Regions from separate parts of the Callithrix jacchus genome. Here region 2 is linked to region 1. Evidence: chromatin contacts called from public Hi-C data. All regions are on one chromosome and are shown on one strand. The core of a region is the stretch at or near the end of the contact, and the rest is flanking DNA. Distances in the headings are between cores, read along the strand shown. Region 1 holds the start of GMNN (geminin DNA replication inhibitor). Region 2 overlaps KIAA0319 (KIAA0319 ortholog).

Evidence for each region. Hi-C and Micro-C count contacts between places; a contact is called where the count stands out from the background.
Region 2: a contact with region 1 is called in a Hi-C map of induced pluripotent stem cells, with 2.1 times the contacts expected there. The contact joins the enhancer-like site here to the promoter of GMNN in region 1. A contact is called at or near these places in 3 of 3 Hi-C or Micro-C datasets (induced pluripotent stem cells and skeletal muscle).

Annotation. Positions count from the first base shown.
Region 1 is chr4:5,953,924-5,956,619 of calJac240_pri, forward strand. GMNN (geminin DNA replication inhibitor) reads right to left here and starts at 1,393. Exons shown (of 7, transcript XM_008993884.5): 1 at 1,134-1,393.
Region 2 is chr4:6,126,581-6,129,276 of calJac240_pri, forward strand. It overlaps KIAA0319 (KIAA0319 ortholog), which reads left to right. Exons shown (of 22, transcript XM_078368194.1): 6 at 996-1,094; 7 at 2,317-2,414. All of the region lies in intron 1 of LOC118152733 (a long non-coding RNA gene), which reads right to left. Among named protein-coding and RNA genes, the nearest start is that of KIAA0319, 63 kb to the left of the region's middle. Within about 2 kb of position 1,306, at least 2 of the 16 cell types and tissues checked have an H3K27ac peak or open chromatin away from gene starts, as enhancers often do.

The DNA of each region.
Region 1 (2,696 bases), core at 143-2,642:
CAGCACCTCGGGAGGCCGGGGCGGGCGCATCACCTGAGGACAGGAGTTCGAAACCAGCCTAGCCAACAGAGTGAAACTCCGCCTCTGCTACAAACACAAAAGTTAGCCACGTGTCGGTGTGTGCCTGCAGTCCCAGCTACTCGGGAGGCTAACGCAGGGGAATCGCTGGAACCCGGGAGGCGGAGGTTGCAGTGAGCCGGGATCCCACCGCTGCACCCCAGCCAGGATGACAGGGCGAGATCCCGTGTCAAAAACAAACAAAGCAAAAAAAAAAAAAAAAAAAAAAAAAAGAAACAAACAACAACAACAACAAAACAGCTTAGGAAACCAAACCATCTACTTTGTAGGGGCATCCTGCCATTTTCCACTTTATTTCATGTTAAGAAAATGTTGTTTGGGCCCCAGTAAACAGACCCCGGGCAACGTTCTTCCAGCTGCGGGGCGCGGGCCCCGGGCGGGGATCTCGGGATTACTGAGTGAGCCGTGAGCCGCCCTGCTCAGAAACGTGCAGCCGATAAGAACGGAGACGAGAAATCCTGCCGCGATCTGCGCCTCACTCGGTTACACGGCTGCGATGTCAAACGTACGTGAGCATGAAAGAAGCTGAGAACCACTCACCGAGTCAGCCTAACCCTTGACAGCTTTCCCGCCCCGTACTTGCCTGTCACTCTCCAGTCCCTTTAACAGCTACCTTAAAACCCTGGCGCAGGACAGGGTCCGTGCGAAACCCGTTATCAACAACGCCGGTATCCGCTGAATGGGAGACGCAGGACTCAGCGACCTTTTCCCGTGAGCCAGATTTACAGACCCCTCAGATCAGGACCGGCCACTTAACTGCCAAGAGGACGGGATGTTCCGCCTCATCCCCACAGCCACGCGCGCCCAGGCTGAGTCCCTAAGCCCGGACCCAGCCAGCTAGTCCCGGAGCGCCGGGCGAGGGGGCGGGCGGTGCGGTCCCGCGCGCCCGAGCCTACCAATCGCGGCGCGCGCCTCGGGAACGACGCCCGCCAACCAATCGGGAGCGCGGAAGTGAGAGCGCGCCAAAACCGACCCAGCCAATGAGGCAGTCCCTAGAGTCGCCTCCCTACCCCGCCCCGGCTGCCGCGACCGTTCAACAACCCCTCGGCCCTTACCCCTGCCGTGGCCCCGCAGCTGTCAGAGGAGGCTTCAGCTGCTGGCAGGAGCGAAAACGAGGCTTCTAGGGGCCGTACGCTTTGCGCCCCTGCGTACCCACCTCCTGCCACCTCTTTCACACTGACGGGGTGGAGACGCTCAATCCTCGTAACGGACGCAGGTGGCTGTGGCAGCGGCACCTCGAAAAAGGCCGCAGCTCACCAACGCTGATCCCCACGGTCGCTGGAGTGTCCGACGCTCGCTGCAGTATAGACCTTCTAACTTCGCTCGCCCGCTCGGGACAACCACGTGACCACCCGACGCAGACGAGGGGCGGGGCCTTCAGAATCCCGCGAATGGCCTCTCCCCTCCGCCCCGCCCCTTCCTGCGTCTGCGCGGTCAGCGGTAGCGTGCACTAGAGGACGGCGCAGGCTGGGAGGTCTGTTTTCTTTGACCCGCCCCTCCGATCCTGCGCTCGGAACTTCCTTAAAATGCAAAGTTTTAGCCCTTAACCAAAGGCGGAGAGATTTGCCTCCATTAGTCGTTAACACCGGAAGGACAAAATACTGAATTTTCATATATGTATTAATGTGTAGTGCACGACATGTATTTGTGTGAAGCTCTGGCTCCACGGACTCGTACTAGGAACTTTTATATTTTGATTTTTTGTGTTTTGACTATGTCGTAGTGCAATCGCAATGGTTCAGGGAGACCGCGATCGCTTAATCCTGCTGCTGTTCACGGAGCGCCTACTACGTGCCAGTTACTGCTGTTCTAGGCACTGAAATTACAACTGCTGTTGCAAGTTAAAGGAGCAGAAAAAACTTGGTAATAATTACGTTTAGCCTTTCCTTATTGAATAAAATTCTCGGCCGGGCACGGTGGCTCACGTCTGTAATCCCAGCACCTTGGGAGCCCGAGGCCGGTGGAGCCCCTGAGGTCAGGAGTTCGAGACCAGTCTGACCAACATGAAGAAATGTCTCTGCTAAAAATATAAAAATTAACTGGACGTGGTGACTGACGCCTGTAATCCCAGCTACTCGGGAGGCGGAGGCAGGAGAATCGCTTGAACCCGGGAGGTGGAGTTGCAGTGAGCCGAGATCTGGCCACTGCACTCCAGCCTAGGCAACAGAGCGAGACTGAAAAAAAAATTATCAGACGAGTGCCCTGTGAACATAGTACGTTTGGGCACACTGGAGTCCAGTCAGAGCTTTTGTTTACAACTACCACAGATATTAGCACAAGGCTGTTTTCCCATTTCTGAACTTTTCATGGGAGTATCATTCTCACGGGGAAGTTCGAGATCAGCCTGGCCAACTTGGTGAAACTCTGTCTCTACTAAAAATACAAAAATTAGCCAGCGTGGTGGTTCACGCCTGTAATCCCAGCTACCCGGGAGGCTGAAGCAGGAAAATCCCTTGAACCCAGGAGGTGGAGGTTGCAGTGAGCAGAGATCACACCACTGCACTCCAGCCTGGGTGACAGCAATACTCTGTCTCAAAAAACAACAAAAAAAAAAGGAAGAAGAAGAAGAAATTATATTTATAAAGCAGATAATACATTGACTAGAAAACTATCAAAAG
Region 2 (2,696 bases), core at 56-2,555, 170 kb after region 1:
CTTGGACAACTTTGCCCTTCTAGGATTTAATCTCCCCATCTGTGACATGATAGGTTTGGGTCAATGTTCCTTCTAGGTCTATAGTTCCTGACTTTCAGGGCAAAGACTTAGTGAAAGTGGCAAGAGAGGAGCTAGCAAAGCCACTGAGAGCCTCTGCAGCTGATCTAGGGACTGCGGCCTGAGGAGAGGAGGAGATTAAATGATTAAACCAGCAGCCCGTCCACTCCTAGCAGGGGTCCCTCTGCAGAGCACTCAGCCTTTTTTTTTTTTTTTAAAAAAGTCTTTGATTGTTCTCTATGTAGTATCTGGACATGCCGCAATATATTTTACAAGTGACACTAATGTCTAGTGGACTCAAACCGACAGAATTGATGACTAGATCAGTGTAGTCCTGGTTATAGAGAAAGTAAGCAAGTATTGTTCCGAATGCTCACTTGGCGGATAAGCACTTTGGATGAGTTCATGTTCCTGCTGCTCAAGTTAAAACAGCCTCTTTATATTGAGGGCGACTGGATTTTGTTTTGGAAAGGTTCCAAGTACAAGGCCATCAGCAGTGACTCCTGAGAACCGAGTGCAGTAGGACTAAGGAGACAGAAACACTTAGGAATCACAGTCAGTCTTTTTCTAACTAAAAATAGCTAAGACCAGGGAGTCAAGAAAAGCTGGGAGCAAGGGAGAAAATGGACCCAATGCACAATTGTGTGAGACCTGTTTCACGCGACTCTTGTCACCCAACACGTTGCTCAGTCCATTTGAATCATCATTTTTGTCACAGTGCCAACTCGTATATGTGGTTTAAAGCCCTGCGCTATAACATAGGGCACAGTTCAGTTTCTAGACAGGAAAAACGTGCCTTAGCTAAAATCTTATGAAGAACTATTACAAAAGCATATGCCATTTTATGTTATGGATACTAAAAACAGATCTATTGTAGAACAGTAATGCAACATCATTATGTTATATAATTGCATGTATCATTTCTAATTAACTTTTAGTGAAAGAACTTACGGTATCGGCTGGAGATAACTTAATAATAACTTTTCCCGACAATCAAGTTGAACTGAAGGCCTTTGTCGCGCCAGCGCCACCTGCAGGTGAGAGTTTAACCTTCCTCCCTCACCACTGGGAACTGACACGCTGTTTACAACGCGATTCTGTTTCACAACGTCGCACAACGTGGCAAACGAAGGTGGAAGACAAGGCATTGATTACCCTAAGCATCAACGTTTGTTGAAACAGTTTAAAGTGCAGTAAGAGCCTAGGACATTAAATACAGTAGATACCGTCTAATTGGCCAGGATGGAAAGTCATACATTTCTGATGGTGGAAAGCAGAGCAGGACAGGCTGCCACGTACCAGTTCTTGACCTGTGATAATAACCTGTAGAACCTGGGAAGATTCCACTGGAATGGGAGGGAAGTGGTGCGCACCCATAGGTCTGTTCGCAGATGCCGTGGTGTTGACAGTCGTGGCTCTGAGGTTCTCAGGATACCTCACACTAGTTGCTCAGAAAGATTTATTCACAGTGCTCTTTCTTCTACTTGTCCAGTCCTCTACCATTCAGTGAACATTTGACCTGGGACCTGTGGCCTGCCAAATGCATTGTTTTTAAGGTAGACTCATTCTTAAGGTGTTTGACTATTTCTCATTTGGGTTAGTTCCTTGATTCATTTTTTTCTCCATAACATATGGGTCAAATTTTTATAAACAGAGATGACAATATTTGGCATTTGCATGTGAATCCTTTGAGATGAGGTACCTTATACTTTACTAACATCTTAAGGTGGGAGACAATTTTGTCTTCACAGAGACATGTTTATACTCTGTTTTCATGTCCTTAAATAATAAACCCCTACAACAGATCAAATGAACTGAAGTCTCCTTGCCTTTTGTTAAAAAGAGAAAAGCACAGTGCGTTATACTATGTTAAAACTGATTGGGTCATCAGATGTAGAACCCTAGGAAAAAAGTCATCAAATACTAATGGTCAAGTTAGGGAGCTTTATTTTTAACTTTATACATTAAAAAAATTCCTGTAAGTTGTATGCTTTTGTAACAAAAAAAGAAATTTTATATTAAGTAGATACATGTTATTCTTTACCTGGCTGAGAGTTGAAAATCAAGTTCCTAAGATGATAGCAAAACTGAGGGGATATAAACAAATAAACAAAAAATATATAAGTTAGAAGAAAGCAGAGTTTAGTATATCTAAGGAAATCTGTGCTGGTGGTTTTAAGGCCAACATTGGCCCTCTGCCCACGTTGCCCAGTGACCTCTCAGAATTCATAACTACTCATATTTATTTTTTGCTCTCAGAAACAACCTACAACTATGAATGGAGTTTAATAAGCCACCCCATAGACTACCGAGGTGAAATAAAACAAGGACGCATGCAAACTCTTACCCTCTCTCAAGTAAGTAACTGCAGATGGGTTGTGTTAGACAGCACAGCGTACGGCATAGAGCTCAGTTAATTAAGACCTTCTCAGCTGTGGAACCCAAACATCTTTCTTTCTTTTCTTTTTTTTTTGAGACGGAGTTTCGCTCTCATTACCCAGGCTGGAGTGCAGTGGCACGATCTCGGCTCACCGCAACCTCCGCCTCCTGGGTTCAGGCAATTCTCCTGCCTCAGCCTCCCCAGTAGCTGGGACTACAGGCACGCACCACTATGCCCAGCTAAGTTTTGTATTTTTAGT